Linked DNA regions of Hordeum vulgare: regions 2 and 3 are each linked to region 1. The links are chromatin contacts, called in public Hi-C maps. All regions are on one chromosome and are shown on one strand. The core of a region is the stretch at or near the end of the contact, and the rest is flanking DNA. Distances in the headings are between cores, read along the strand shown.

The links. A called contact is a pair of places that touch in the nucleus more often than the background predicts.
Region 2: a contact with region 1 is called in a Hi-C map of leaf, with 6 times the contacts expected there. The contact joins the promoter of LOC123446778 here to the promoter of LOC123449296 in region 1. A contact is called at or near these places in 3 of 6 Hi-C or Micro-C datasets (all in leaf).
Region 3: a Hi-C map of seedling shows a contact between it and region 1, with 2.6 times the contacts expected there. The contact joins the promoter of LOC123449295 here to the promoter of LOC123449296 in region 1. A contact is called at or near these places in 3 of 6 Hi-C or Micro-C datasets (leaf and seedling).

The regions. Positions count from the first base shown.
Region 1 is chr4H:530,941,071-530,943,949 of MorexV3_pseudomolecules_assembly, reverse strand. LOC123449296 (protein OBERON 4-like) reads left to right here and starts at 1,492. Exons shown (of 3, transcript XM_045126454.1): 1 at 1,492-2,879. The coding sequence starts at 1,774.
Region 2 is chr4H:530,687,149-530,690,027 of MorexV3_pseudomolecules_assembly, reverse strand. LOC123446778 (heat shock 70 kDa protein 8) reads right to left here and starts at 1,405. Exons shown (of 2, transcript XM_045123319.1): 1 at 1,162-1,405; 2 at 1-41. The coding sequence starts at 40.
Region 3 is chr4H:530,803,780-530,806,658 of MorexV3_pseudomolecules_assembly, reverse strand. LOC123449295 (sugar transport protein MST4) reads right to left here and starts at 1,500. Exons shown (of 3, transcript XM_045126453.1): 1 at 1,268-1,500; 2 at 1-189. The coding sequence starts at 1,403.

The sequences.
Region 1 (2,879 bases), core at 243-2,742:
GTGCCAACCTGGGTAAACAGCGTCTCCCGTTTTCCGATCAACCCCTTTGAGTCACCACATAGTTGCGATGGTTCCATCACTAAGTCTTTCACGAGGACATCTGTCGTGACAAAACCACGATGACTCCTGCTCCTCGCCCTCGTCCATCCCCACCTCCTCCTCATCTTCCACCTTCACCCCCTCGGCCTCCTCAAAATCCTCCTCCGGATCCACAGGTAGCCCCGCGGCCCTCCGGATCCGGACCTGCGCAAGGAGCCACAGACACTGCTAGATCATGTAGTGGCGGCGGCGTGGGGGCATGGCTGACGGGCTCGGGTGACGACGATGGAAGGGAGGAAGGGGGATGTGCTAGGGTTGGGGGACGCTGGCCGGCTTAAATAGCCGGCTATGGATAAGGATGGTGAGCCGAAGTGGCGCCACGTGGCGTTCGCAACGCGTCGATGGTGGAGGTGCCCGTCGGATGGTCGGGAATTCGAACGAGTCCGCATGGGGCCACGTCATCAGACCGACATGATGGACGTGCCAGGATCCCGTATACCCACCCCATATTTGGGTTGGATATGAAAGATGTCTGTGAGCCCGAACATTTGAGGCCCGTTTGAAGGGTCCGACTAAATCGAATTTTTATGACGAGTGAGTTACCGGGAAGCCTAGCCCGGTGTTTGAGACGGATTTGAGGGTCCAACTGTATATGTTCTTACATATTCAACATCCACTCGTGATTTCCTAATATTACCAGTGTTTTAATTAAAGAAAAACAGAGAACCTGTAATGCAAGCAAACTTTGGAACATAAATTAGTGGAGGAGTAGTCAGCTTCTACTCGCCGAGGCGGAGGAAAAACAGGTGGCTTGTTGTTCTCGTCAAGCAATTGACAAGCGCCTCCGGTCTCCGCAGTCCCTCTCATCTCGTCTTGAAAAAGAAGGAAAAAAAAACCAGGGAACCCGTTTTAAATCCAGGAATCTGTTGGCCGCAAAGGAGGGAGAAGCACGCAACATCGCGGCAAACTCCATTTTTTTCTTTCGAAGTCTGTGGCAGGGCTCCACTTGGCTGACCGGCTCCACTCCACTCCACTCCACCGGAATCTGGAGAGAGAAAAATCGTGGGGTCGACGGGGCAAGTCACACAAGGGCGGAGGTGATGCCCATGCTATCTCGTCTGCACGCAAACGCCAGTCAAAAGCTGACCTTTCTGGCTCACACACACATCAGATCAGACCACCGCACCGCAGCACACGCCACCCGAGGCCTCCCTCCACGACACGACCCATCGCCCCAGCCGCATCCCCAGCTCGCCACCAACCCCACCACATCCACCACCGCGACTCCACCATCGCCATTCTCCCCGCTCCGCCACGCGCCACCGCGCCACGGCGCCCGGCCCCGCGTCCCCTGTTCGGCGCCGGATCCGCTGCGCCACGCCATCTACGAAGGCGGGCCCCGGCCGAGCGACCCCCGCGCGTCAGAGCCCACGGGCGGGCCAGCAGCACCGCTCTCCGTCGGCGGTAAAAAAGAGAGAGAGAGAGACGAAGCGCGGCCGACTCTGAGACCCGGGTCCAAATCTGGGTGACGCCCGTTGACCGCGACTAGGAGGTGAGGGGAGTGGCCGGGAGCGAGCGAGCCAGAGCCAGAGGAGGGAGGGAGGGAGAGGGAGCCGGAAGCAAGCCGAGGCGACGCGAGCATTTGCCCGTACGCTCTCGCCCGCTACTTCCTTATCTCTCCTCGGCGGCAGCCCCACCCCACCCCACACCCTTCCTCGGCGCGGCCGATCTGGCATGAAGCGCCAGCGGTCGTCCTACGTCGACGACGACGACCCGGACGGCGACAGGCGGAGGTTCTACGACCGCGGGGGCCCGCCGTCCCCGCCGCCGCCGCGCCGCCGCCCCGCCGAGTACGAGAGCGACGAGTTCGACCGCCGGGGCGGCTTCGGCGGCAGGTTCTACGACCACCGCTACCGGGACTCCCCATCGCCGCGGGGCTATGGAGGGGACCGGGCGATGCACCGCTCCGAGAGCTTCTCCGGCTTCCGCCGCGAGTTCCCCAAGGGCTTCCGCGCCGACCGCGACCGGTCGCGTTGGGATGCGAGCGGCAGCGGCTCGGCGTGGCGGCGTCCCGGTGGCCCCTGGAGGGATCCGCACGGCTTGGACGGCCACAAGTCTGCGACCAGGCGGCAGGCGCCGTCGCCGCCGACGCCCCCTCGCCGGTCTCCCAGTGAGCCCAGGAGGAGGATCGATGGTCCCAAGGGGGACAAGTTGAGGAAGCACAACTGCGCCGCCGGTGAGATCGAGGAAGGGGAACTTGCGCCAGATCCGGACACCAAAGCCCCGCCTCCGCATCCGCCTGCCACCGCGGAGCATCAGAAGTGGGTTGACTCAGGCCGTGCTGATGACAAGGGAACTAGTAAGAGATGCGAGTTGAAGAAAGTGGATTCTCCTGGGCCGAGACTAAGAGTGGATGTGAGAACTCAGGCTGCTGACAACTTGGGGAAGGAGAAAGGGAAGATCAGGGATGATGCTGTTGCAGAAGCAGGGAAAGCAACAAACACACAGCATGAGAAATCAGCATTGGATGTCACAGGGAAAGTAACAAACGCACAGCATGAGAAATCAGCATCGGATGTCACAGGGAAAGCAGCAAATACTCAGCATGAGAAATCAGCAGCATCGGATGTCACAGAGAAAGTAACGAATACACAGCATGAGAAATCAGCAGCATCGGATGTCACAGAGAAAGTAACAAATACACAGCATGAGAAATCAGCACCGGATGTCACAGAGAAAGTAACAAATAGACAGCATGAGAAATCAGCATCGGATGTCACAGAGAAAGTGTGTGGAGGAGATGAAGCTGCCAGTGCCATTGATCAAGGTGGACAGAGCAC
Region 2 (2,879 bases), core at 156-2,655, 250 kb after region 1:
TTTCGCTGTCAGATGCCACTGTGTAGAATTGCTCAGCCATCCTGCAAAATACAGTCTAACCGGTTAGGCGTGCTTAGATTATTTCAAGTGTTGTCCAAAAATAGATTCTTCAAACAGGGACAGCAGTGAATTATACAGTCAGGTTCACTCCTTTCACACATTACAAGATGCGAAATGTATGCTGCTGGGTATTTGGACATTCAAAGCTAATAATTGCACGCAAAAATCCTGAATATCTACAACTATAATCCAACTTTGACATGAAGCATACCACACAGGGGAGAGTGAATTATGAACAGTCAGTGCATAATTTAAACTACTCCCTCCGATCCATATTACCTGTTACCAACTTTGTACTGAACCAGCAACAGGGGTAACTACGTTGACTTCCTTAAGAAAGTGAAAAGCATATATATAAAGATGAAAAAATGCAGGCTCCAGCTTTGCTAAGAAAGCTTAGACGACCGCAAACACTACAGCAGTTACCAAGAGAAATAAGTCACTCCTCCTCTCTGTACTAACCATGAACAAAGTCACCACCAAATTCTGCTTCGTTGGCAACCCAAGAGTGTCCAATACTCCAATTACGCTGATCCTTTTTCCTCACTCATCTAAACTGTGACCAAGAAAACAAGACACCAGCTTAACTTGCCTAGCTGATCCTTCGACGACCATGCATAATACACTGAAACCTAGCTCAGAAGATGAGCCTGGAACATTTAATCCCGCGTGACAAACCAAACACTTGCCTAAGGTTTCACAGCAATATATGGGTTTCAAACAACCAGGCACACCTACGCACATAAGTAGATGATCTAAGCTGATGCGTGCGTTGCTTGGTGTCTCCACCTTGCACAAAGCAAAATTTAGCACCTGATTGGCAGGTGACAGCAACAAGCCATCCCTGCAGTATGCAGTATGCAGTATGCGATGAATTTCCCACCCTAAACAAAATGCACAGCAAGTTCTCAGGAAACCTTGGACGCTCGCGCTGCTACTAGTGTACTACCCAGTTGCAGGCATAACCTGAGTGTGTGAACAGAGCATAGAACACGCACCAAGCACACAGACGCCTAATAATGAACTCACTCAGCGGAACTCGTACTCGGATCAACATCCATGTAAAGAAATCAGGCATGGATCGAATTTTAAGTTCCTTACCGGGAAGGGCGAGGGATGCGCGCAGTGGACTCTCTTCGCCGGCCTTGCTCGTCGATGCTCCTCCGCGGCAGCGCAAAACGAACCGAGGGTGCGCTGGAAATGGGTTGAGAAGGAAGCTGGCCGAAGGAGGGGGTGGGGGAGGTAGAAGAAGGTGGGAAGGCATTTTCTGGAGAGGCCGGGAGAGAGCACGACACGCGGGCGGCCGCCGCCGAGGTTCCGGAAGCGTCGCGAACAGGGGAGACGCCGCTCAAGGAGTGGGGAAGGGTGGCTGCCAACGGCCTAGCGGTGGCGCACTGGGCTGGAACACCTGGGCTGGATTGGGTCCGTAACGAGGTTTGCGTGATTCGACTGGATTTTGTAGTTAGACTTTAAAAATAGTAATACTGGATTTCTGTTGTGGTGCATTACAATGGAAGCTTTTTTTTACCATTGTAACGCACGGCTCATCATCTGTTTTGAAAACTACACGCATTTTTATTTCTGCATTTGCAAATATTTTTGTTGTAAATTTTAAACACGCGCATACATATTTATTAATATACATGAAGTGTTTTAACAAAGATACATAAACAAGTTTTTTAATGCTATAAAGATATAATTTTTTTGGTCTGAAAGAACATTTTTATATGGTCACATATCCAACCGGGGAAAACCCCTTTCCATTAACTAGTTAACGGAAAGATAAGAGTATCCAGTCTATTTGTTGGAACAACAAACATCAGCGATATATGACCAACAGACCGCGAGTAGTTATTAGTAGTAGGATCAAGACCTACCGAAGCGGGTCTTCATTTTTTTCTTCTCTGATTTTGGCATTTTTCTATTTTATTCTCCATTTTTGTTTCATTTTTTTTATTTTTTCATTTTTTCTTTTTGTTTTTTAGTCTATAATTTTATATACATGTTAAACATTTTTTCATACTTGTTAAACATCTTTGAAATACCTGTTCAACATTTTTATATACATCATCAATATTTTATTTAAATTGTTGTTCAACATTTTCCAATCTTTTTGTTTTTGAAATTTGTAAAATCTAAACGTTCCCCTTTATGCATCAGATCCGAATGATTTTGCTACCGTCGGATCGCGATCTCATGGCTGCCAACTGTGGGATGGGATCGCGATCTCGTGTGAGAAAAATAAATTTGCATCTAGTGGGATTCGATCTCTCGTCGATGGGATAAGGCATGCGCCCACCAACTCAGCTTTGTGACTCTTTTGTTCAAATGGCTGAACACATTGCTATTTGATCTTTCAATAAAAACATACTTCAGAAAATAAAGCAAGTTAGTTATGATGCGTTCGAAGTTCTTTACCGTTGATGCCTAGCTTTTTTTAGTGTGAACATTGCTGATACCTAGCTTCTTGTCTATATTCTACGTGGGCAAGCATACCTGTTTTTGATTCAGCTATCAATGTACACGATCGAGCGTGATCACTTAATTTTAATGCATTGTCTTCTTCCATTTAATATTCCGTGCAACCATCCCATTTAATGCCAATGATTTTTTATTTAACGTAATCTTTTGATTCACTCATCGAGTGCCAATGATAGTACATTTTTCTCTGTATTTTTTTTCTATTGTGCATTTTTTTCACCATGGAACGTATATACCCCCGTCCTGGTATCTTTGGCGCGGGAGGGGGGAGGGGGCAGGGGTGGTAACTCACACATCGCAGACCCGATAAATTATGTGCTTCGGTCCTCGTAACTTTG
Region 3 (2,879 bases), core at 251-2,750, 140 kb after region 1:
GCCCGAGGCGGCGGGTGGTGTAGGAAGCGAAGAAGGTGGCGGTGAGGCCGGCGAGGTAGAGCGACGAGGTGAAGAGCTGCAGGCCCTGGTTGTCGTACTTGCAGTAGTTGCTATCCTTGTCCTGGTTCTTCCGGTGCAGCACCGCCGGGAAGAACTCGCGTAGGAAATCGTCCATAGATGTTACCCCGCCTGCAAAAAACCATCAGTGCGTTTTTAGATATTAGAGTTGGTTGGTAATCGAGCTGGATGATATGAAAGAAATGGATAATTTTTTGTTAATTAGTTTTACTACTCCCTCCGTCACGGTTTAGAAGGCACACTTAAAAAATCTCTGAAACCAAGATAGTCACCGATTGGTTGTGAGATGTAGTAGGTGTAGATGCTAATGCGCCTAATCAACTGAGAAAATACTAGTACTAATGCGTGAGCAGCAAATTAGTAGGGCGCATGCATGAGTAGTACTAGTACTAATTAATGAGAGTAATTGCTTTCACGCATTAAACCTTGTTTATTTTGAAAACGCAGGCAAGTTTAACTGCGCCTTCTAGACCGTGACGGAGGGAGTATAAGAATTCATTAACTAGACTAAACCAAAAGGCAACGTGTCTACACAAAAGACAGCTTTGTGGAATCCAACGTGATTCGAAGATTTGCAGATGGGTTGACTTAACAACCTGTGAAAGTAGGTGGCAAGATGACAGCACTTATCTATTTTCTTCCAAATACAGTACTATAATTAATATTAATTCTTATATATACGGGGTATCAGTCACGGAATCATACAGCTAGCACAGGAGCTAGCGAGTATAGCGCATGCATGATCCTCGCCAGAAAACTGGATAGTGTTCACAATGGAGTATAAATAGGAAAGGGTTGAATTATCAGCTGGCTCCAACAATTATCTGTGGTAGTTAATGAGGAGGATCAATTGCATTAACTTCGTTCCAATTATCTGTGGTTATCTGCTTCGTCGTGTGAAGACGAGAGACGGCAGCCACAAGGAATCGCCATATCCATAACCATGGAGTCTATTCAATTAAACTCCTCTCTCTTCCATGCTGGCTCCAATGGTATCGTGGGAGCGCACGCATGAACATGCGGCGACGTTATGGATCCCTAGACGATGCATGTGAGGCAGATTTGACATGATTTTCCAGAGCTGCAACGGAAGTATACGCAGCGCACGCACATGCATGGATGGATGGAGATGATCGATCTCGGGAAGAAGTGCATAGGCAGCATGTAGAGCATCGTGGGTATAGTATACCTGAGATGCCGACGTCGTAGCCGAACATGAGGCCGCCGGTGGCCGCCATGATGCAGGAGATGATGACGATGGGCGTGATCTTGGCCTCGAACTCCACGCCCGACGGCGCCGACACGGCGAACCCTCCGCCCGGCATCTTCCCACGCCGGCCGGTCAAGCTACGTACGCCGATGTAATGCAAGCAGCGAGCGTTTCTCCACAGAACTACACGAGGAGGCAGAGAGGAGGGGATTGGAGATGGGACACAAGGCTCCAAGTCCCTTGGTATATATAGGGAGGGAAGCTCACCCGACTAAGAAATTTCAAACGCAGCCGAGCGGCCAGATCCGGCCACGTCGCCTCCAGCCAGGATCCTCCGGTAGGCCCAGCGCAGCTCGCGGGCTGGCCAGTCAACGGACGGCTCCACGGCCCACGGGCCAGAGCAACGCACCGCTGTGTGCATAAGCAGCGACGACTTTTCTTTTCCGTGCCTCCCACAAATTATGGCTTATCCATATAGAAACCCCATCGTCAGCATTTATGGGCTCCTTTTTGGAAACTTTTTTTCTTAACCTACCTTTTCGGAAAACGTGTTTTTTTTAGAGAGAGAAACTAGAGAGTAGCAGGAGTAGTTCGGAAAACTTGGAGGATATTCTCTTCTCTTATCGGACGCCGACCTTGTTGACAACGAGATCTCTAGATGCAGGGCCCACGCGTCGGTGAACGATCCGTCCGATTTTTTCGGAGTGTCAACACCGGGCGATGCTTCCTTGTTGCTGGCTTGATCCGTGTGAATGGAGGACCTTGACTTTGAACACATACATACATTTTAACGAAATTTATAAGTCACGTGGGGATGGATTCGCTTGGGGAAATTATGTGCTCGTCGATGTGGATAGCAGCAGTATACATTACATGCGAGCATAAGAAATTTGACTCCTGGTCGGCGTGCGGCGGCGATTACCACCACAGTGCATTGCATGCGCGCGTGTACTTTTCGCAGGGGAAAGTGGTGTTGGCCAAGTGGTGCTAGTTTATGTATGGCTTCTGTACCGTTACCGATTTCCCGTCGAGATACGGTCGTAACATATACTCCCTTCGTTTCTAAATATAAGTATTTTTACACATTTCAACACGAGACTACATACAAAGTAAAATAAGTGAACTTATACACTAAAATATGTCTATATACAACCGTATGTTGTTTTCTATTAAAATGCATAAAAAGACTTATATTTACGAACGGAGGGAGTACATGGCTGTGCTGTATATACGACTGTCACGATGTCGACCAAGTGGAGACTAAATCAAATCTCACTTCCAGCTAGCCTCGTCGACATGATATGATACAGCATATGATGACGTTGCAAAATTGTATTATAAATTTCTCCATTATTTTTTGTAAACGCACGCCGCAGCCAGGCCAGTCGAGTTCTAAACTGGCTGTCCACGTTTGGCTCACGGGAAATGAACGCAGGCCGTGGAATTAGAGCATGTGGCTAACGACCGGTCGCCCCTCCAAATAACAAATCTGCGCAGAAACGAATTTCGCTTTGATCTTTATATATGCCCAGCAACCCAGACGCATTTGCACGTTCTCACCGATCGATGCTGCTCAGTTCATACTGTCATA